Linked DNA regions of Mus musculus: regions 1, 2, 3, 4, 6 and 7 are each linked to region 5. Evidence: chromatin contacts called from public promoter capture Hi-C data. All regions are on one chromosome and are shown on one strand. The core of a region is the stretch at or near the end of the contact, and the rest is flanking DNA. Distances in the headings are between cores, read along the strand shown.

Evidence for each region. Promoter capture Hi-C pulls out the DNA fragments that hold promoters and counts their contacts.
Region 1: a contact with region 5 is called in a promoter capture Hi-C map of second pharyngeal arch cranial neural crest. The contact joins the promoter of Zfp583 here to the promoter of Zik1 in region 5. A contact is called at or near these places in 5 of 39 promoter capture datasets (cranial neural crest, frontonasal cranial neural crest, maxillary cranial neural crest and 2 more).
Region 2: a contact with region 5 is called in a promoter capture Hi-C map of pre-B cells. The contact joins the promoter of Zfp954 here to the promoter of Zik1 in region 5. A contact is called at or near these places in 6 of 39 promoter capture datasets (the C10 cell line, cranial neural crest, frontonasal cranial neural crest and 3 more).
Region 3: a promoter capture Hi-C map of pre-B cells shows a contact between it and region 5. The contact joins the promoter of Zfp667 here to the promoter of Zik1 in region 5. A contact is called at or near these places in 6 of 39 promoter capture datasets (cranial neural crest, frontonasal cranial neural crest, hippocampal neurons and 3 more).
Region 4: a promoter capture Hi-C map of second pharyngeal arch cranial neural crest shows a contact between it and region 5. The contact joins the promoter of Zfp444 here to the promoter of Zik1 in region 5. A contact is called at or near these places in 5 of 39 promoter capture datasets (cranial neural crest, frontonasal cranial neural crest, maxillary cranial neural crest and 2 more).
Region 6: a promoter capture Hi-C map of second pharyngeal arch cranial neural crest shows a contact between it and region 5. The contact joins the promoter of Zfp78 here to the promoter of Zik1 in region 5. A contact is called at or near these places in 5 of 39 promoter capture datasets (cranial neural crest, frontonasal cranial neural crest, maxillary cranial neural crest and 2 more).
Region 7: a promoter capture Hi-C map of pre-B cells shows a contact between it and region 5. The contact joins the promoter of Zfp418 here to the promoter of Zik1 in region 5. A contact is called at or near these places in 6 of 39 promoter capture datasets (the C10 cell line, cranial neural crest, frontonasal cranial neural crest and 3 more).

The regions. Positions count from the first base shown.
Region 1 is chr7:6,329,176-6,332,309 of GRCm38.p6, forward strand. It overlaps Zfp583 (zinc finger protein 583), which reads right to left and starts at 1,259. Exons shown (of 5, transcript NM_001033249.3): 1 at 895-1,259; 2 at 80-141. The coding sequence starts at 88.
Region 2 is chr7:7,120,021-7,122,927 of GRCm38.p6, forward strand. Zfp954 (zinc finger protein 954) reads right to left here and starts at 1,456. Exons shown (of 5, transcript NM_172738.3): 1 at 1,203-1,456. The coding sequence starts at 1,280.
Region 3 is chr7:6,284,928-6,288,167 of GRCm38.p6, forward strand. Zfp667 (zinc finger protein 667) reads left to right here and starts at 1,653. Exons shown (of 5, transcript NM_001024928.2): 1 at 1,653-1,727.
Region 4 is chr7:6,171,233-6,174,448 of GRCm38.p6, forward strand. It overlaps Zfp444 (zinc finger protein 444), which reads left to right and starts at 1,281. Exons shown (of 4, transcript NM_028316.3): 1 at 1,281-1,342.
Region 5 is chr7:10,493,500-10,496,680 of GRCm38.p6, forward strand. It overlaps Zik1 (zinc finger protein interacting with K protein 1), which reads right to left and starts at 1,882. Exons shown (of 4, transcript NM_009577.3): 1 at 1,643-1,882; 2 at 991-1,029. The coding sequence starts at 1,023.
Region 6 is chr7:6,361,564-6,364,735 of GRCm38.p6, forward strand. It overlaps Zfp78 (zinc finger protein 78), which reads left to right and starts at 1,745. Exons shown (of 5, transcript NM_001025163.1): 1 at 1,745-1,784.
Region 7 is chr7:7,169,695-7,172,768 of GRCm38.p6, forward strand. Zfp418 (zinc finger protein 418) reads left to right here and starts at 1,659. Exons shown (of 4, transcript NM_146179.2): 1 at 1,659-1,864; 2 at 2,443-2,481. The coding sequence starts at 1,838.

The sequences.
Region 1 (3,134 bases), core at 9-2,508, 4.2 Mb before region 5:
GCTGAATTTCTGAAATCAAAGTGGTTTAGCCTGACTGATAAATAAGGTGGCATTCCAGGGAAAAAGAAACGCTTCTTACCTTGGACATGGCGTTAAAGCTTCAAGAATGTATGGCTGTGTTTCTGGGAGCAGGGAGGTGTCCTAAGAAAGTAAAGTGGACAGAAACAGGAAACTGTAAGTTCCAGGTGTATCCTGCAGCCCCAGCATCACACCTCTGTCCTTCTCCTCCCTCCACAGACATGCATTTGAGGTATCCCTACATTTAACAATGCTTTTCCTATGTACTGTATAGTTCTGGGACTCAACATATATTTTATGTCTAAGTTATCTCTTTCACTTATGTCTGAGCAATTTAAGACTGGCATTATTAGATTAGAATCTTCCACCTTTCACACATGAAGGTTTACATCATTGAAGATACACAAGGCAATAGTTGAGAAAATAACTGTGCCAAACTGGAAACTAGACTGGAATTTATAGTGTATAGATGACGTTAAAAGGAAGTATATCTCCACCCTTTCCATAAGGATGAGATGTAGGCCATCAAGTGAAGCTACTTTGCACAGAGTGGGTAGCAAAGGGACCATGTGATCTAGAAGACAGTGGACCAGGATCAGGATACCCTACAAATGCCCCCCCCCGCCCTTCCCCCCCTATGATATCTCATACTGTCACATATTTTCCAGCACTGTCTGTCTCAAACAGTTACACTGTTTAGATGCAATGAAATAGCCCTATACACTGTTATTCGGGCCCATACATTGTCACAGGCTCCATCCCAGCTGGTAGCAAAAGTCTTGCTGTAATAATATCACATAGTCCCAAATGCAGCCTCAAAGCCCCTCATGGCGTCTTTATCCCCACATTCCACATTGTCACAGACCCCCCTTGTACCTGGTGGCATAGTCTTGTGTATTCACACACATCCTTATGGGATCTCACAGTCTCATACACCATCATAGGCCCTTCAACACTGTGACATGGTCTCATAGTGCTACACCTATTGTCCCAGCCTCTCACTCTATGTCATAGCCAGCATTCAGTCTCACAAACTGTCACAGGCCCTGACAGTACTCTTGGCACAGTCTCAAGCCTCAGGCCTTCACAATAAAGTGGCTTGGTCTCAACCCTGTCAGATAGGTTTCCAAACACATTCTCCCACATGCTGTCATATACAGTCAACACGCTGTCACAACCCCTCAGTTTCAAGCAGTATTCAGTCTCACAGCCACAGGCATCTCGTACACAAGGTGTGGTCTGACACTGCCACTCAGATCCCCACTCCAAAGTGCTCACATATAATACACCCTCCACTGTGCAGTCACCCACACTGTCACAGCCTTTCAGTCTTACACAGTGTATGCAGTACCAGACCCCCTCACACGGTGTGGGGTCTCACTGTCATATGAGTCTTCAGACACATTCTCCCACATGATCCCTTATATTGTCACAATCTGTCACACACAATGTCACAGCCTCGGTCTCACACAGTATTTAGTCTCACAGTCAGAAGTCCTTAATACACAGTGATCCAGTCTAACACTGTCACTCAGCTGATCCCTCCCCGGTACAATCACATACACTGTCACAGTCTTTTAGTCTCACAGAGTATTCAGTCACAGGCCCCCCTCATGCAAGTGGGTGGTCTCATACTGTCACACACATGATAACCACCTCAGTCTCACACAGTGTACAGGCTCAGCCACAGTCACTCACTCATGTTCCCACACACATCCCCTAGCGCTATCACACACTGGCACAAGCCTCTCTCTCTGTTTCATGTATCTCCATACTCACAGTCACAGGCTCCCCCCATTATGGGGTGCTGTCTTATAATGTCACATACATTGTCACCGCCTCAGTCTCACATAGTTGCAACCTTACAATCATAATAGGCCCCTCATATACGGTGGCGTGGTCTCGCACGGTCACTCTGCACCCACTACACTTTCTCCCACGCGGTACCTTGATCCTCACCGAGCGTCTCCTCAGTCCTCGTCACCTCTCACTCGGCGCCGAGGCAGATCTGGCCGGGGCCGGGGCTCGATCTCGCGGCGCCGGTAGAGCTCACAAAGGCGCGGCTGCGGAGCGACTCCGCGCAAGGGCCTCTGGGAGGTGGAGTACTGCGCTTGACTGGAGCGGCGTAAGGCATGCTGGGAACGCCTTTTAGGGCGCGGCTTTCGGGGGTCCTAGAATCTCCGCTGAATTCTGTCTCTTCCCTTCCGGTCGTCAGAACCAGAACTCACTCAGGCTGCGCAGGAGCTGCTTGCTCTCCTCGGTCTCTTAGACGAGGAGTCGGGGGTGGGGGTAGTTGTGGTGGTGGTGGTGGTGGTGGGGGGGCTGTGCTCGAGCACGCATGCGCAGTGCTAGCTGGCCGGTGCCCTGTCCAGAGCAGCGGATGAAAATTGGTCATCTCCTGGTTCAGGGCCCACGTTGCTGGGTTTCTTTCTCCCTTGTTTGTTTACCTTCTCTCTGCCTTACCTTTTCACGCATCATTCATTACTCGCCTTCTGTATGTCAGACTCTGAAATGGACACAACAATGAACCCCGCCTGACCAAAATCTTCATCTTTATGGAACCAACATAGACTGGGGAGGAAGTGCGCTAGGGCTGTAACCCAATGATAGAGCTCCTGCCTAGCTAGAATGCTTGAAGCCCTAGGTTAAGTCAGCCATTGGGGGGGGGGGGCTGCTAGAAAAAAAAAAGAAGTTGGGGGGCTATTTTGGATAATATTCTTTTTTTTTAATTAAATTTATTCTCTTTACAACCCAATATCAGCCCTTTCTCTCCTCTCAGTACTCCTTTCACGCAAGTCCGTTGCCCGCCCCCCAATTCCACCTTCCCCATTTTTGAGGAGAAACCACTTCTCTGGGTATGAATTCCCCGTCCCCCCCATCAAGTCACTGCTGGACTAGGCACATCTTCTCCCACTGAGGCCAGATAAGGCTGTCAGGGATGTAGGGGTAGGGATCCACAGGCAGGCAGGCAGCAGGCTCAGGGACAACCCCTGCTCAAATTGTTGGGGGACCCGCATGAAGACCAAGCCGCTCATCTACATATGAGCAGGGGCCTAAGTCCAACCCAAGCTCGCTCTCTGTTTGTTGATTCAGTCTCTGGCAGACCCCAAGGGTCC
Region 2 (2,907 bases), core at 206-2,705, 3.4 Mb before region 5:
TCAGTACAGCTGTTTCCTATGCACCTCACTAATGCTTGTGTCGAGAATTTCACAAACACACAATTGTTTTAGAATGTATAGGTTTATCTATATACAATTGGGAGGCAGGTGGTGGTGGCTTTCATCTTTAATCCTATACAGAAAAAGCCTGTCTCAAAAAACCAAAAAAGATGTCAGGCAGTGGTGGCACGCTCCTTTAATGCCAGAACTAGGGAGGCAGAGACAGGTAGATCTTTGAGTTCAGGGCTAGGCTGATTTACAGAGAGAGTTCCAGGACAGTCAGGGCTACACAGAGAAACCCTGTCTCTATAAAAAGCCAAGGGGAAAATGAAAAAAAAAAGTTATTGGGTAAGCATGGTGTGCATCCCTTTAACTGCAACACTTGGAAGGCAAAGGAAGGCAGATCTCGGAGACTGAGGCAAGCACTGGCTACATAGGCCAGCCAGACCTGAGTTCCAGGGGGAAAAGTAGTTAACACAGCAGACTTTAGTTAAATGCTGAATGTTTTCACATAAGTAAGTAAGTAAGTAAGTAAATGAATGAATGAATAATAAAAGGGAAAGAAAGTACTACTTTAAAGTCAAACAAGCAGGAAGTGGGAGGTCCTGCCTTTAATCCAATCACTCTAAAGGATTGCAAGTTTGATTCTAGCCTCGTTTACATAGCCTCGTTTACATATGTCTCAAAAAAATTCAGATATTTGAAGACTAATCTCTCCCTCTATGGTCTACAACCCTAACTGCTGCATTAGTCCACAGCATTTACCTAAGGATTCATAGATCTCTGTCTCCATCCACATAACTTCATCCTTGCTCAATATTCCCCCGGAGATGCTTGGGAAAGTTTGAATAGATCAAGTTTCACCTCTGTTCAAATCTTCCATGGCTACCAGTCTCTCTATAAACAAAAGTCAGGTCCTTAGGGGTACTGGGCCCTTTTTCCCTCATCTAAAACGCCAGTAGAGGTCACCCCAGGGCTCTGTCTCCGAGCTCAGGCCCGCCCACAAGCCTTGGGAGGTACAGTCCAACAGGCACTGTGAGTCAGAGGGGATGGCTCTAGCGATCTAGCACACAGATGTCAAAAAACATTATTTCGTTCATCCGTACCCTACAGTCGGGGACATGAACGTCTGCCCTGTTGGCTCCTGACCCAGATCTCAGTGCTCTAGAACTCAGGTAGGTGGGCGATCACTAGGCACTCACCTGGGGCAGGGCTCCACCCGCAGCCTCCACAATCACCATCGGGCTCCAGAGGATGGTGGGGCCCTGGGAAGTCGCCATCCGCACTCGAAGCCTGGATCAGATCACACGAGCTGTCGCAAACCTCAGATCCGTCTCTGTGACGGGGGACAAACGCTTTTAACGTGCCGGCTTTCCTGCCATGGCCAAAGCAGATGACACCAGTTTTCTGTGAGCCATACTGACGGGTCCAGGAAGTTACAAAGAACCTCCAGCACGCAAAGCCAAAAGTCCCGCCCAACGGTTCTCGCCGTCGCTGAAATGCCCATTTTCATTGGCTGAGTTTCATGCAATGTTTTCTGGGCAATGTAGTTCATGCAGGAGCAAATTTCTGCGATCCGGACACAACTGCCCTGCTTGACAAGACCAAGTTTCAGTGGATTTCTTGGCACTGGCGTGGAGACTATTTTCTCCACACCGTTTTCTACCTTAGGTGAGTTAGATGTGGATTAGAAATAGTAGAGGCTGAGTCACAAGGTCAGGCTTGCTGGAACTCTTAAATTACAGAACTGCAGGCAGAGGCAGGTAGATTTCTGTGTTTTCGAAGCTGTCATAGTGTGTTCCAGGCCAGACAGGGCTACATAGTGAAACCTTGTTTTATTTGATGTCTAGAAATACAGGAGACGGGCAAAGTTGAATTTTGCATTTGAGACATTTGCCTTGTGTGAAATGATACTCGCCAGGTTCGTGGGCTAATAAATACAGAAATGGTGACCATGGAAGAGGGGAAAAGGACATGTTTGGATTGGATTCAAAGATTCCTTCACCACAGGACTCTAGATTCAGACACTTCTCACACCACTATGGAGTCGTCAGGATTAATGCTTCTATTGTGCTAAGAGAAAATTAAAGGAACATTTAGGAACATTTAGGAAGCTTTGCTGTACTCCCCCCCCCCCCCAAGACTGCTCTGGAAAATGCGAACACGGGCGTATCTGTAATCATGACAGTGTCCGCAGAAGTCCTGTTAATTTCATGCATATCGCTTCTCCACTTTCCCCTTCTGCAACTGTCCCGGTTTCCCATGGTCCACATTGTCTGAACTACAATACCCAGAAGAGATGGCTCATACACCTTTAATTCCAGCACTTGAGAGGCAGAGACAAATGGATCTTGGAGTTCAAGGCTAACTTTCTCTACAGAGCAATTTCCAGTAATACACAAGAAACCCTTTTACTAAAAGAAAAACAAGGTTGGAAGGTAGGAGCGGAGATAGGTTTTGTCTTCTGACATCTGGACAAGTCTGAAATCTGCTGCCTTAGTGTGACTGATTCTAAGCCTTAAGTAGGAATGCCTCTATTCATGAGCCTCTCAGGTCAGCTGGGTCAGCTGGGCTGCAAACTCTTGATGCAGATGAGATGGTACATGGTCCCCGGTCTACTGATGTTACAGAACCCTGGGGTCTGGATAATGAGCCCAGGCACAGGGCTGATGTCCCTGATAGCAATCCAGTCCTAGAAGGTTGTTTTTATTGTTTTTATTTTTACTCTCCTGAAGATTGTATTTCCTTTCTGTGCCAGTACTACTCCTGTAAACATGTGAACATTACTAAGATACTCCAGACTTTCTGCAAGCAATGTGGCAAGCACCAGCTCCACAAAGTGGTACAGTATAAGATGGACAAGGATTCTTTGTCCAAGGAAAGTGGCCTCACAACAGAACAGAGTGA
Region 3 (3,240 bases), core at 403-2,902, 4.2 Mb before region 5:
CTACTCTCTTTAGCCTCCTGGCCTCTTGGTCTAGCCCTCTTCTCTCCCCTCCTCCCTCTCCTCATATTGCTTAGGGTCATGTTCACTTTGGACTCTCTCAGACATCCGTGCCTCTGACTATGTGTCCCTTTATCTACAATAAACCTTCTCATCTACCATACCTAGGAACAGTCATGTTCTTCCCTTTTTATTTTATTTTAGTTTTCATTCACTGGGAAATGAATGCAACCTTTAGTCTCACCCTTTCTGGTCTCCAAGATAACGAATTCCCTGCCTCTTTTGGTAGTAACATCATAGTTTCTCCTGGATAGATGGAGGTTTTGAAAGACTTGTGAGAATCTGAGTCACACTTCTTCTTTGGAGCCTCCCACCCTGTACCCCCATTCTTGGACTGGGGCTCTCTCAGTCTCTTGGTTTCCCCTTTAGAGAAATGATGTGTAGAACTTAACCTCTGTGCTTCCCTCCTACTTCCTATTTCTGGGGCCTCAGGTAAGGTCCAATGTGCTTGGAACCTCAGTTTTCCCATCGGTGAAATGAAATGCTGTGTTTGCTCAGTAGTGCCGTTGTTTCCCACATGACCATTCAGATGTCACAGTTGACGCTCATCACTGTCTTGACTGAAGATCTAAATGAGTCACTTCCCTTTCTCTAGGCACTTATATTTATACGCAGGTTGGGTATACTGAATTGTGCAGCTGACAGCATTTCACTTGTGCACACACCAATGACTGTGTTCTTGCTAAGGGATGCCATAACAGGGTCTGGTGTCTAGTCTACCCTTATCCTGGTGATTGCTGTGCGACCCGAGAGTCATTCCTTGTCCTTCACTGAGCCTAGGGTTTCCTCAAGTATTACCCCTATTCTCTTTCTACTTGGTGAGATGTAAAGTGACTCCGGAAGTGGCTTGAATGGAGTTATAATTTGATAAGGTAGGACCAGAAATCATTAGGGTTGCTCAAGAGGTTTAGGGCAGGCCTTTCCCCTTTACGTGAGATTTATACTGAGTTCCTAGAAAATTTCAGGTTTATAGTTTGGGAGGGAGTACGGCCTTATAAGTGTTGAATTGTGCTGTGGAGAGTCTTCAATCAGACTCCAAGGTGGAACGCTCCTCTTCTCACGTGCCCATCGTTTCCCCCATGGCTTTCTAAACAGCCACAGAAGAAACTCTGTCCTCTCCTCTGAGGGTCACAAGGTCTCCAGACAGGCGACAACGAGGATGGAAACACCCTTTTGGGCGTGGATATCCTTAGTCTCTTGCCAAAGCCTGAGGTTGGCGGTACAAGCTCGCGGTTGCGCACGGCGTAAGGCGCGTGGAAGCCCAGTGAGTCCGAGGTGTGGAACGCTAGGAGAAGCATCCCGGAAAGGACGCATGCTGAATGGACTCTAACGGGAGCTTGGCCGAACCCCTTAGAAAAGCGCTTAGCGTAGGAGGGCGCACACGGGTCGGCAGAATAGCCAACCAAATTATTGAGGGCGTGGCCTCGCGCTGTCTCCGGGGTTCTGCGACTGCAGCGTCTAGTTGCGTGTCAGGGGGCGTGGCTCCGCGCTCCGGGGGAAGCCCTGGGGGCGGGGCCGCACTGGCCTGCGTCCTTCTGGAGGGGCGGGGGGACCGGGGAGAGGCCCTGAAGGGATCCCTGGGGGTCTGGGAGGCGAGTGCGCAGGCGCGGGAGCTCTGTTGCTAGCAGTTCTGTGGCAGCTGTGAGACGGAGGACGCAGCAGGGAGACAGGTGAGGGGGTCTGGTGACTGCGAGCCTTCCTTCAGTGGGAATGATTGATAGCGTGTGTGTGTGTGTGTGTGTGTGTGTGTGTGTGTGTGTGTGTGTGTGTGTGTGACAGAGAGACAGAGAGAGACAGAGACCTGTTTGCGTGGGTCGCTCTGGTGATCTGAGTTGATTCGGGTGCACGCCTGAAGCTTCGTGTATGCTTGGCGTATATTGTTTGTTGTGGGGTGAACACAGTATGAGAATCCTTCAGGAGACTCCACGTGTGTATATGTGTGTGCGCGAGAGAAGAGAAGTGGAAGGGGGGCGCGGGAGAAGGGAAGTGGGAGGGGGGAAGGGAGAGGGAGAGACCGACTAGGCCTGTGAGCCCCAAGAAACAGGTGCGAATACCACCAACTGCGTGATGTGACCAGTGTGCCCTGTGTAAAGGAAGACACTACAAGGGGCCGCTAGTGGATGTAGGAACAGAGTTCTGAGCATCTCGGTTGTACTTGTGTGTGAGTGTGATAGACTGATGGAGCTGTTTATCATAGTCTGAGGGCACTCGGCCTGTGGGGCCCAGGGACAGGTGACTGTACAGGTCCTAGTGGGAAAGGAGGCCACCGCAGGCTAGAGGGGCCCAAGGGTGTGGGCACACAGTTCTGAGTATCTCTATGTCACTAGCTGTGCTGGTGTGAGAGTGTTGGCGGGTGTGTTTGTGTGTGTGTGAGAGAGAGAGGCTGATGAAGTTATTTATCAAAGTCTAGAGATACAGTGAGCCATCAGATGACAATGGCTTTGTGAGTGTGTGCCAGTGTGTGATTGATCGTGCCTCATCTCATTTGTTACCGTGGCAACGGGCTCCTCTAGAGGAGGAGATGTGATGGCCTAGTCTGGGAAACTGAACCTGTTAAGGATGAGACTTTTCCTTCTGTACAAAGGGATAAATGGCGCTCATCAGAGTGTTGATGGAAAGGCTAAACGGACTGTGAAATAATACAGGTGAAATGCCTTGTACAATGCCTGGGACATACTGAGTGCGGTGTAGAGTCTGGCCTTTGTTGTAGTGCTGACGGTGGAGGTTTGCTGTTGTGTTGTTGGCCTGTGTACAGGTAGGGTTGTAGTGGTGAATTCCAAAGGAGTTTTAGTGTCTACATTTGGAATTTGGCCGTCTTTCACCTCTAGCAGAGGTTCTGGATTGAGCAGTGGTGCACACACCCTCCAGACTCCTTTTATCCCTAGGCAAGCAACCTGGCTTCTTGGTGTCTGCCCAAGAATGGTCCTGCGGGAAAGTTGCATCCTACCCTGACCTGTGGAACCTGTTGGGTGTCTTCCTTATCAAGGTAGCTTGAAGGCTTCAGTAGAGGAGTGGTGGGGAGTGGGAAGGGCCTCAGGCCAGACACCTTTAATGCTAGCACACAGTAGCCCATGGGAGACAGAGGAAGGTGAGTCTCTGTGAAGTCAAGTCTAGCCTGGTTTACAAATAGATTTCCACGACAGGGCTACACAGGCACTGCTCTTAAATTCAGAATGGAGACTC
Region 4 (3,216 bases), core at 31-2,530, 4.3 Mb before region 5:
GGGATAGATCCGTCTCTAAGCTGTAAACTAGTGAGTAAATAGAAACTAGGGCAATGGTATTGTCCATCCACGAATTTGGTAAGGACAATAACAACTCTGCTTCACATGATTTCCTTTGTGTGCCAATGTCACCTTTTTTCGAAGTCCAGTGAGGAGGGGAGAGTCTCTGTCTGCCCCACTAGCTTGTAAGAGCCATCTATCACGTAAACAGAAAGTCTCATAACCTTCTTGCGCTCCTGCGAGTACGTGTGTATGTGGTGCGTTGGGGTAGTAGGTAGGGGTAGGGCTGGAAAGATGACAAAGAGGTTAACAACGAAGCACAAGCTATTCTAGACGTCCTTCTAGCACCTACATGTGGCTCACAACCGTCTGTAATACAGGTCTAAGGGAATCCCACGCCGCTTTCTGGCCTCCGTGGGTACTGCGAGCACATGGTGCACCGACTCAGCGAAACACCCATACATATTACAAAGAGCAAACTCAAAACCTTCTTGCCTTTTCTGAGGTAGGGAAACTGAGGCTTCAGTGTCCGTAGGGGGCTACACAAGCGCCGTTTGACACGTAATATTTTCCTTCCTATTCACAAGACGGGAAACTGAGGCTAGAGAGTGGACTGACAGTATGGGACGAGCGAACTAATTCTCAGAGGTCAGGTTTCGTTGACCAGCCTCAACCTTCCTTTAACCTAGTACTGGAGCGGGAGGGCGATACTGCAACTGTTGTCAAGGAGACGGATCTCCCACTGCTGATCTGAGGAGAACTCTGGCATAGCCTCCACGACCTCCTCTATAGGCGCTTAAAGGTCCTGGAGGCGGGTCTCCCAAGTGTGCTGCCTCCCCCGGTTTCCACGACAACGAAACCACAGATTCCTCTTATCCCTCCCCGACCCGTCCGCGTTTGCCAGAAGTCAGCCGGCGGGGTGTCTTGTGAGGGATGGTAGAGGAAGGAAATCCACGTGAAATCTGGGAAATGTAGTCCAAAATCAGAAGCGCTCTGTTTGCGCCTGTGTGAGCCAATAGGAATCGGGTTTTCTTCTTTACACTTTAAGAAATGTAGTTTTCTGGCTAGCTCGGGACGCACGAGCGTACAGGACTCATCACAGTAGGGCTAATGGAAAGCCGCTTTGTCGCGATGTTTCTTGGGAGATGTAGTTTCCAGCTGGGAGAGGTGGGAAGTGTTGGGTAGAATTAGCGATTCCTAGTGTAGAGAGTGAGGGGACGTGGGGGCGGGGAAGTACGGGTGAATTTGGCGCAAAGCCTGCTGGGGCATGGAGTCCCGATGAGCTTTGTGCGCATGTGCGGGAAGGTGAGGTTGTTTGGGGGGCCTCGCCCAGGAGAGTGAGGTGAGCTAGAGGGAAAAGGAAGGGCTGGGGAGTCCGGTGTACGGGGAACGGGCGGACCACGGGGAGGGGTACCCAGGTCTGGAGGAGGGAGAGGAAGGGAGGGATGGGCGGCTTGGGGGAGGGGGATGATAGGAGGCTGGAGGTGGGGTTCTGGGGGCGGGCCGGGGAGCGGGAGGAACGCGAGATGCAGACGCGGGAGAGTTGGAGGCCTGGGGAGGCTGGGCAGCGGGAGGGGGCTGGGATGTTCGAGGGGGAGCCCTGGGATGGTTGGAAACTGAGAGTGGAGTGGAAGTTGGACCCCACTGAGAAATCCTGGGGCGCCGGGACCTCTAACCTCTTCGAAAAGGATTGCGGGAAGGGGTCTATCCAGGGGCACCGTGCCATAGCAGCGTAGACCGGTGCAGGTGGCTAGTCCTGTGTGCTGGTCACACGTTCACACGCACTTCTGTCGAGTTGAGGTTCTGGAGGATAAGTATTTCTTCATTACAAGCGTATCCGCCTCATTAGCTTGTCGCGAGAGGCGAAATTCATTAATGTGCAGAAGGGGCTTGGAGACAGGTTTTAACAGGATAAGAGGGACTTAAATCTCTCGGTTCTGATCCTCCTGGCTCAGCCTCTCACGTGCTCAGATTACAAGCGTTGGCCTAGTTTTTTTGTTTTGTTCAGGGTTTTTGTTGTTGTTGATGATGGTGTTTTGGGTATGGTCTCCTGTAGCCCAGGCTGGCCTTAATCACACTCGAGAGCCATGCCAAGCTTTAAACCGGTGAAAGTAATTGAATTTAAAAACAAACAAACAAAAATACTCATCTTAACTTTTTTTTTTTTTTTTTTTGGTTTTTCAAGACAGAGTTTCTCTGTATAACCCTGGCTGTCCTGGAACTCACTCTGTAGACCAGGCTGGCCTTGAACTCAAATCCGCCTGCCTCTGCCTCCCAAGAGCAGGGCTTAAAGGCATGAGCCACCACTGCCAGTCTTCACTCCTTTTTATATGCTATTTTAACACCTATTCCAATTTACAATTTAGTCTTGGGCGCTTGTTTCACAGTGGCTTTACGTAAATGACTCACAAGGAGTTGGAGGGTTAATGTGTGTTGATAGTAAATGCAATAGGTGGGGTTTGTTTATTGCCAGGTGGTGTTCTGGGTACTTTTTTTTTCTTTTAATGATTTATTTTTATTTTAACGTGCATCCATATTTTGCCTGCATATGTGTTTACTGCATCCTCTGATTCTAGAGTTTCAGTTGTGAGCTGCCATGTGGGTGCTGGGCATTGAACCCAGGTCCTCTGGAAAAGCAGCAACCAGTACTCTTAACTGCTGAGCCACCTCTCCAGCCATGCTCTGGGGTACTTTTTTGCTCTTTATTTTACTTGACTTTCCAACCTCGATTATTGCTCCCATTTTACAGCCAAGGAGATGGAGATTAGTCTTTGAAAGGAGCAGTTGTTCTTTGACCGAGGACACATTGCTGGTACGCAGCTGGAATCGGTTCCAATTCCGAAGCCCTTGTCCTCTGAGTAAATATTTGGTGAGTTGTGCAGCTCAGGGCACAGAGTGCCCAGTGCAGATTCCTGGCCTTTTGAAGGACCATTGATGGATTCAGAGAGAATGAACATCAGGGTCGAAGTGTAGGAGAGAGAGGTAGAAGAAGGGGACACTGAAAGTTACGCATTTAATAGAATAAAAGTAAAACGAAAACAAACCAAAAACAGATGCTGGGGAGATGGCTCAATGGGCTAAAGTACAAGCTGAGGACAATCAGAACTGGGTAAAGGTTGAGCAGCACAAGGGCACCTCAGTGTGTGTTCACTGGCTTCTCATCGCAGATGAAAAGGCAGGCTTTAGGTTCCATAAGAGACTTTTAAAAAGGAAGGT
Region 5 (3,181 bases), core at 632-3,131:
GACCAGCACTTTTTTTAGATATATCTATCTTAAACTTCCTCTCAAATTCAAGGCCTATAAAGCCACCTACCACATGATATCTTCCTTCATTGATTGTGAAAGACCTTAGAAGTAGCCAAAAACAATTAAAAAATATTCTAAATGGAAACGAACCTGATTACCAACTTTATATTACATTTGATGGAGTATCCATCCTTCTAGATTTTAAAGTCCTAAAGCAGTGGTTCTCAACCTGTGGGCTGTGACTCATTTGGGGTTAAAGACCCTTTCACGGGGATGCCTAGGACCAAAGGAAAACACAGGTATTTATGTTCCAGTTCATAAAGGTAGCAAAAGTATAGTTATGAGGTAGCAATGAAAATAATTTTATGATTGAGGGTCACCCCAACATGAGGAACTAAAGGATGGCAGCATTAGGAAGGTTGAGAACCACTGTCCTACAGCCTGTATAAATAGTATCTTCCCTTCTTTAAAATCTGAGACTCTAAGCAGCTCCAATTTCAAAACTAATCTAGACTCCTGCCACTTCCTCCATCTTCACCCTGGTGTAATCACTGCTAACACTTTCCCAAACTATTATGGCAGCTTCCCCCATGGTCTTATTGACTTCCTCACAATAACTGGGTTCTCCATGCCACAGAAACATGGAGGCTTATGTGACTAAGATTAGATCACCTCCCTCCTCTTCCCTTTCCTTTCCCTAAATGTTGAATTACTCTCATCACTCTAAAGCAGAACGCTGAGATTCATTCCAGATCTGAATCCTGCCCTGCTGCTTTCACTTCCCTCAGAAGAAAACACTTGGGGTTCTATGAACCACATGAGCCTCATCTCCAAACATTTACACATGCCAATCAATGCCTGCGTCAACCTTACAGATCACATTCTATTGTTTGTTACCAAAAGGAACTACTCCAATCTTCAATTTGTTAAGGCCCCTTTGACTCAAGACAAATATCTCAGTGACAGCCTAGGACATATTCTCCTCACCTGCATGAGGGCCATATCCATTTCTGCAGTCATGGACACCTGTGAGATGAGAGATGTTATGAATGATGGCAGGGACCCAAAGCTTTAGGTTTTCCTATACCCTCTCCCAACCCGGAGCAAAGTGACATAGGGATGCCCTCGTTACATCTGATCCTAAATCCTCAGTGCTTGTGCTTACTTATGGACCCTTGAACAATGACTCAACTGGCCTATAATATATCTCCACACAACTCCCAGGTTGGAAAACCCTAGGGTGGTCCAAGAACTAGCTGAGATGAGAATATACATACATATATACATACATACTCTCATCACGAGCAGCAGCTTTTTGGAAACCCTAAAACCCACACTCAAGTCTGTGTAGTTTTTCCATAACACGAATTCCTGTCATGGGGAAAATGGTACAACACTTCATCTCATTATTACGGGCCTAAATAGTCCACACTTCAGCGTCGCTCCAAGAAATTACACACACTATGGCCCTGGCTGTACCACTCCGCCTCCTCATTGTAGCTTTGCAAATAGAAAAGCCGAATCACGTACTCCTACTAATACAGGGATCTGGGGAGTAGCGACTTAAGGGGACTCCCTAATTCCGACTCTGCAAGATAAGTGGCGAGGACAAGGGAGCCACAAATGTCGCACCACTTACCTAAGCCTGGTGCATGAGCGTGGGCACAGCCATCCAAGTAAGCGAGCGCAGACAACGGGGAAACGGGGACGAGGGACCTGGACAATACTGCCACTGTCAGTGCCGGGGCTGCGATGAATATTACGCCCTTAGAACCGCTCCTTTGAGATTCTTCGATCCGTACACCTCTGGACAAAGGGGTCTTGCACACGATCTGGAAGGAGGGACCCAAAAACCGCTAAAATGAGCGCCACAGAGCGCAGCCGGAAATCCCGCCCCATTCCTCCAGCCAAACCCGAAGATGGTACTATCCTAAATTCTCATTGGCTCATGCTCCTCTCTCTGTGGATAGTGCATTCTGGGTAACGTAGTTCCTTCAGATATGCGTCTGTGGGTGGGGAAGCTGTGCAACTTCATCACCTGGAACAAAGGCCAAAAGGGATGTGTGCTGGGAAGCGCCATGTACGCTAGCAAACAACCCTTTTCATCTGTCTTCTTTTCTGAAGTCCTCGGCCATAGTCTGGGGCCACCCACCCCAGTGTTTTCCAACTTGGGGGCAAACAGAATACAAGGATGCTAGACTGGAGGTCAAAAGAGGCTGTGGTTGTATAGATGAACTCAAACTCCGGGGGAACTGCGGGATTTCTCCATGTGTACCCAAATGCTGGGCAGACATCCGATGGAGAGCCCATGCCTAGCCTCTTGAACTAGCTCAGGGCACTTGGCCTCCTAGTCCACTGTTGGAAGCCACTTGCAGGGAGTCGAATTTAAATCCATAGTGACTCCTACATTTCCCTGTTGTCTGCTTAAATACCCCCTCCCTTTGTATTCTAATACCACTCCTATGGCACTTGATTTGCCTCTTCTTCAGTGTTGCCCTAAGAGAACACACACAGCTCCTTAAGCTTCAACTAGATCTGTCCGGTAGCTAGAAAGTTGGCTGACTAGCCTGAATATCAATAAAAAGCAGAAATTGCCTCTCCAGGAAAAAAAAGAAATCAGGATCTGTGTGAGGCCAGCAAGTTCTGCAACTCGCCCTCTCCTGAGGGCGCCGCTTATAGAGGTAGAGAGCAGCAGCCACCAACTGGCCATAAACTAAATGTAACTCTTGTACACAACTACAAAAAAGACAAAGTTAAACAGAGTTCAAGCAAATCTTAAACTCCTAGCATATGAAAAGTTTTGTGTTTGTCTGTATTTGTATATTTGGCATCCATCAATCTCAGGACCAGAGATAGCTAAAGTTGTAACTCATGCTGATGTACACCATGCAATTCCTACAAAGGATGCCAGAGGGAAGAGAATTATTAGTTCTGGGCTAGCATGGTTACAGAGCATGAGTCAAACTAAAATATCAACAAATACCAACAGTGAAAGTCAATTGAACAGGTTGGAGTGTCTTTTCAATGATACTCAGTTGTCTAAATTTCCAAGTGGCTAGCTGAGCTTTCTACTACTTCTAGGAAACTAACTGGTCTGGACGCAGTCTTCTTTGCAGCTTGGTTTATTAAGGAAAAATGTGCCTTGAAAATCTCATTTTTGGGGGGGGGCACTTTCTGA
Region 6 (3,172 bases), core at 495-2,994, 4.1 Mb before region 5:
CTCTCTTCATCCACATGGCCTCGTTTTATTTGTTTCAGCTTTTAATACAACTATCGATTTCTTGGTTCTTCAATGCAGGGTTAATTTCTAGTTTGGCAAAAGGCAGAAAAAAAAATCTGACTCTTGGGGTTGGGGATTTAGCTCAGTGGTAAAGTGCTTGCCTAGCAAGCCCAAGGCCCTGGGTTCGGTCCTCAGCTCCGGAAAAAGGAAAAAAAAAAGAAAAAAAAAGAAAAAAAATCTGACTCTTATATTTTGGTTCCTATGACATTGTCGTATTTGCTGCTTCCAACATTATGACATTCCCATTTTGTAGGTGAAACATATGCTGGTTTGCTGATCCCAGAGGTGATCAACATGAGTGGGAGGGAGGAGACAATCAGATGTAGAATAGTGGCTGTTTTTATTGTAGCAAAGCTTTCCCGCAAAGATCAAACTTCCAAGCCTTGCGTCGTGGGGGCTCACACCATTGATTTCAATTTGGAAGAAAACGAATGGATACAGAAAGATCAAGAGTTACCCATTTCGGAGGTTAGTCTGGGCTAACCACCTCAAATCTCCCTCTACAAAAATTATAATCTCAAAAACTAACAATAAAGATCGAGCTTGGTTAAGTAAGGGACAGTGACATCAAGGAGGCTCACAAAAGAGTGTGAGGGAAGCCTCACGAAAGGGTGGGGAGCCTAACAAAGAGCTGGCGCAAGACTCGCCCTAACCGACACGGCTAGGAATCCTGGGCAACCCTTCTGTATAATCACGCACTCAGCCACACACTGTCACAGCTCCAATCCGTTCTGCAAACAGTCTTAAATGGTGCCTTTCTCCTCAAATTCTGCCCTTTTTCTCTGACTCCTCTGAGAAGCCGCCCCTTCTCCTTCAAGCCCCGCCCTCACCTCGGGCTGCGGGGAGAACCTCCCTACTTGCTAAGCCCTGCCCCTCATCTCAGAATGCTGTAAACCCTCCCCTTTTCTGCTTAGCGCCAGGCTCACCATGCACTACGCTGAAAACCTGCTCTTTCGCCTCAAGCCCCGCCGCCCTCTAGATTTTGCTGAGAACCCGCCCCTTCTATACTAAGTCCCGCCCTCTAGAATCTGCTGAGAACCCGCCCCTTCTTCAAGCCCCGCCTTCACCTCTGACTGTGAGGAGAACCGCCCTACTGGCTAAGCCCCGCCCCTTCAGATTGCCGAGAACCCACTCCTTCAATGCTTAGCACCGCCCTCACACGAGCCGCTGAGAACCCGCCCCTTCTCCTCCAAGCTCCGCCCTCACCTCCGGAGGCGGAGACCAACCGTTCTTGCTAAGCCCCGCCCTCACCTCGGATTCTTCTGAGAACCCGCCCCTCCTCTAATCCCTGCCCTCACCTCACCTCACACAGAGCTGAGAACCCGCCCTACTTGATAACCCCGCCCCTCACCTAATACGGATAAGCTCCCGCCCCTTACCCACTTAGTACCGCCCTCTCCAGGGACTCTGCTGAGAACACGCCCCTTCTCCACCAAGCCCCGCCCCTTACTCCAGTTTCTTCTGGGAACCTTCCTATCTAAGCCCAGCCCCTCACATCAAACTTCTGAGACCCTTGCTCTTCTCTGCTTAGCTTTGCCTTCACCCTCAGTCTAAGAAACTGTTCTCCGTAGTACCCGCTTCTCATCGCAGACTTCGCTGAGTACACGCCCCTTCAGCCCCACCTTTCTCAGATTAAGCTCTTAGGTCGTCGCTGGCAGAGGCTGCGCTTGCGCACACATAGCTTGTAGGAAACCTCCCAGCGTTCCTCGGTTGACAGCGTCTGGGTAAGGCAGCTAGCGGGCGCTTGTTAGGGAGTGGGAGCCCGAGCGCTGCGGGCAGGGGAGATCCTCGTGGTCCCTGTGTTTTCTGTCTGGAGGTAGGCAGGCGGTTGCGTGGAATCTAGGGGGCACGAAAGCTCAGACGACTGGGCGTCCGGATCTAAGTCTGTGCTTGGGTGTGCCAGGCCCGTGCGTGTGTGAAAGGAACTGGGCTGTAAGTTTTCGGTGTGAGAGAGGGAGACAGAGTCTGAGAGAAATAAGTGCTGTGATTGTGAGAGAACTGTGAAATGTATGATGATAAGTGTGTCTTCCAGTGATCTGCATTACAGCACTTAAATGCTTGGAATCTCCAAAGTAATAAATACCTTGTTGACTGCTCTTGATTGATGGCTGACAAGACTCAAGGTAGTTTCAGAGTCGGTGCTGATCATCGCAGACGCTAAACGGGATTAGAGGATCAGTCCCAAACCCCATCCAGGAGAGGACAGGAGCTGAGGTTGATCACCAGATGCCAGTCCTTTTGTTGATGTTTCGAGACAGAATGTCATGTAATCCAGCAGTCCTCAAACTCTTTATGTAAGTAGAGGATGAGTTTGGAACTCTGATCTTCCTAACTCAGCCTTCCAAGTGCTGTAATTACAGGCGTGTGCAACCCACACTCAGATAAATGATTTACACAGCCATGCTTACGTGATGAAGTGTCCATAGCGACTCAAAAGGAAAGGATTCAAAGAGCTTTCTGACAGGAGTATTGTATCCCTGCATAGAAATCCTGAGAGGCCGTTGAGGGAAGTGGGTAAAGTGAAGATAGGATTGTGTTGGAGACTTCAAGATGTTGGAGATACTAGAGTCGTGGGGTAGCTGCAGCCTGAGTGTGGAACCAGCCCAAGACAGAGAAGTACGTGGCAGTCAGCAAAGCTGAAAGGATTCGGAGATCTGAATGACACAGAGATGCAGAATTTAGAGTTTGCCCTGCTTGTTTTCCGTCTTTGTTCTTTGGTCCAGTATTGATTTTCTTATTGTGCTCCTTTCTCTCCCTTTTGGAATGTGTTTTTATTTTTAAAGATTTATTTATTTTTGCTTGTATGGATATTTTGCCTGCATGCACAAATATGTACACCAAATGCATGGCTGGAGGCATGGATCTCCTGGAACTAGAGTTACAGGCAGTTGTAAGCTGCCATGTGGGTGCTGGGAATTGAACCCCAGTCCTCTAGAGGAACATCCAGTGTTCCTAACTGCTGAGTCATTTCTCCAGCCCCACTTTTGGAAATAATGTGTATGCTTTGGCATTGTATGTTGCGAGCATGTGATCTGCTTTTTAATTTTGACTTTACAGGGCTACAGTTATGAGATTGCATGAGTCTCAGAAGAGATTTTGACTTTGGACTTTA
Region 7 (3,074 bases), core at 409-2,908, 3.3 Mb before region 5:
AGATCTCCATTACCACCCCCCTACATACACACACATCCACACCCATACATCATCCAATGAAACTTTTCTTTGATGAGGCTCTTGAAGTCAACTTAGAAAAAGCACTCCCTTGGAAGTGCTTTTCTGAAGTCCCTTGTCTGGAGTTGAGCTGCTCCCTTCTCAAGTTCTGTGATGAAGAGGGTGTCAAGTCCCAGAGAAACAAGGGGCTATAAGAATACTATTGTCTGCTTGGCCTCTAGTCTCAGCCAGTACCTTTTGCTCCTGTAGGCACTTCTCACTCTGCACCCTACGCTAACCCAGGGACCTCCCTTAAGTTCCCTCAATTTCTCTTTCCTCAGCCACAGGATCTCTTGGCTTACTCTTGCCTCTCTTGATCAGCTTGCTCCTACCCCCTACCCCTTCTCTGTCTCTGTCTCTGTCTCTGTCTCTGTCTCTGTCTCTTCTCTTCACTTCTTCCCTTGAATTCTCTCTCTCTCTTGGTCTGTCTGAATCTTTCTAGATGCCTCAGTCTATACTCTCCCTTACATCTACAATAAAAATTTCCTCTTCCACCATACCCTGGAGCTATTGTGTCTTAATTTTCATTCAGAGGGAAAAGCAAAACAGCCTGAATGTTAAATTGTGTGTCCTTCAGAACAGGTATAAAGTGAACATTTCTAACAAAATTTACTACTGTTTCTCCTAGGATATAAAAATCTCTGTAATGTGCCCAGAGTGATGGCCCATGCCTTTAATTCCAGCACTCCAGAGACAGGAGGATCCCTATGAGTTAGGGAACAGCGTAGTTTACATAGTGAGTTCCAGGCCAGCCAGGCTTATGAAGTGATGCCTTGTCTTAAAACAAAGAAACAAATAATACATTAATAAGTTATTGTATTGAAAAAGAACAATTCAGCCATAGGAAGCTCATGCCTGGGGAGAAAGCTCAGTCAGGAACTCCGTCATTGCCTCACCTTGCCCTCCCCACCCTGTTAGCTTCTGCTAGTGCTGTGAATACCTGATTGGATGATGTTGTCCCTTTATGGTGCTCCTTGTTCTTTCCTGAAGTTACCTGATAGGACATTGTTCTGCGGGGGATCTCCCCCATTAGGACTCACAGATGGCTGCCTTGTTTGGTTTTTGCTGGATATTTTCTCCCAACTAGATGTTTTGGTATTTCTTTCTTCATATTTATTCTTCAATTTGGCTTACTCTATATTTAACTCACTCATTCTAAATGCAGAGTGGCTTACAAAACCTCTCAAGAGAGGCTCGAAAAGTTTTTCCTGTCTGCTGTTTTAACTTTCAAAATTTGGGCTAAATTATCTCTATTTAAAACATGCTACAGTGTGTCGAATATCTTTCCATAAGTAGCAACATATTTCTTCACTAAGCATGGTCAGAGATGTGTCAGCATTGCATCTGGAGTGTTTTCCTTTATAAATACATATAGGTTCCCCCAAATAAAATCCCAAATAAAATCCCCACTCTTCCTTTACTGCAGAAATATTCTGAAACAAATTAAGATCATTGTGAGGATGGATTATGGGCTGCTGTTGGTTCAAGCCTGAGCAGTAGGAACTACATTACCCACAATGCCAAGAGCAGAGTAGCAAACTGCTGAGCCAAAGAGGGCAGTTTCTGCCTGGGAAGGTCGACAGACATTGGGCGGTACTTCCTGCATTTTGTCCTGTCTTTGGTTTAACTGTCCATGGGTTGGTATTTGGAGGATTCTGAGCTTTAAAATCAGCAAGTTAGACTAAAGGTACGAGAGCGAACAGGCACTGGGTGTCGGCCAAGCAGACCATCATCAGCCGCGGCGGCCGTGCACCGGCCCCTGCGTACTCTACAGAGCCGGATGGCGGCGCTGAAGCACCTGGCTCAGGTAAGTGCCACATACTAGGCGCTCCCTCTCCCTAGATACTTTGAGTCCTAGAGCCCCTTGAGGACTCCCGCTCAGCTCACATCCTTATGAAAAACTTAATCCCTGTGTCCAGAACAGTGCCAAGCTCGTGGATGGGATCCGCATTTCTCGTAACTAGTCTGATGAGGCATGGAAGAGTGGGACCAAGAGAAGAGTGATTGACTGATTTGTGTGGGCAGTATCACGTTTGGCCACTTTAACCGGGAGCATTCCAGCCTAAAAAAACGGCAAGGTGAGGTGCATTAACTATGCCCTCACTACGGAGGAGCCAGCGGGACTGAATGGAAGATAAATGTAGCTAGAGGTTATTCAAAATATTCCAAAAGCTGCACAGAGTTAGAGCGGGCTGGAAGAGAATAATATGGAGCCCTCAGGAGAATAAAGCTTTGTGCAACATCCCGCAGCTGCTATGACTCAGCACTATGCATAGTTTAGAGATAATTTAGATATAAAAGGTTATGAAGATTCAGGACTGGACAGGGGTCCAGGTCCATGAAAACTTACCATGGTCTTTGATTCTTACAACTTTCTTCCCACAGGTTCCCAGATCTACAGAAAAGGGTATGGTCTGTATACAGGTGAGTGTGGGGTGTTCTAGTAAGTTCACCAGTGTGGCCACACTTCTTGCCTCACGTTGGTAGTGGAATTCATTTTTGTGGGGGTTCTTAAGAATGGAATGTAACATTTAGCATGGAGGCATATCCCTGGAGTCTGAACACTAGAGAGGACCAAGGCACGTTCAAAGCCAGCCTGGGATACATGGTGAGACCCTAAGAAAGAATGAGTGATTGATAAGATAGCTCAGTTGGTAAAGGCACTTGCTACCAAGCCTGAGTACTTAAGTCAGTCCCCAGAACCTACATGATAAAGGGAGAGAACTGATTCCTGAAAATTGTGCCCTGCTTTTCTACTTGTACACTCACATACATATGCATACTGGGAGAAAATAAATAAATAAATAAATAAATAAATAAATAAATAAATAAATACAAAAAGAGGGAGACTGAGATTTCAAAACCCAGTAGTATAGTGGGAATGTCAGCCGCTGGCTAGTCACACAGATCTACAACTCTGGGGAAAATTAAGCATGGAGACATCCTGATTGCTGAAGGCTGCTGTTTATCCTTGAATACGGGTGGATTAGGAAACAGAATCAGCTTTATTTTATTAT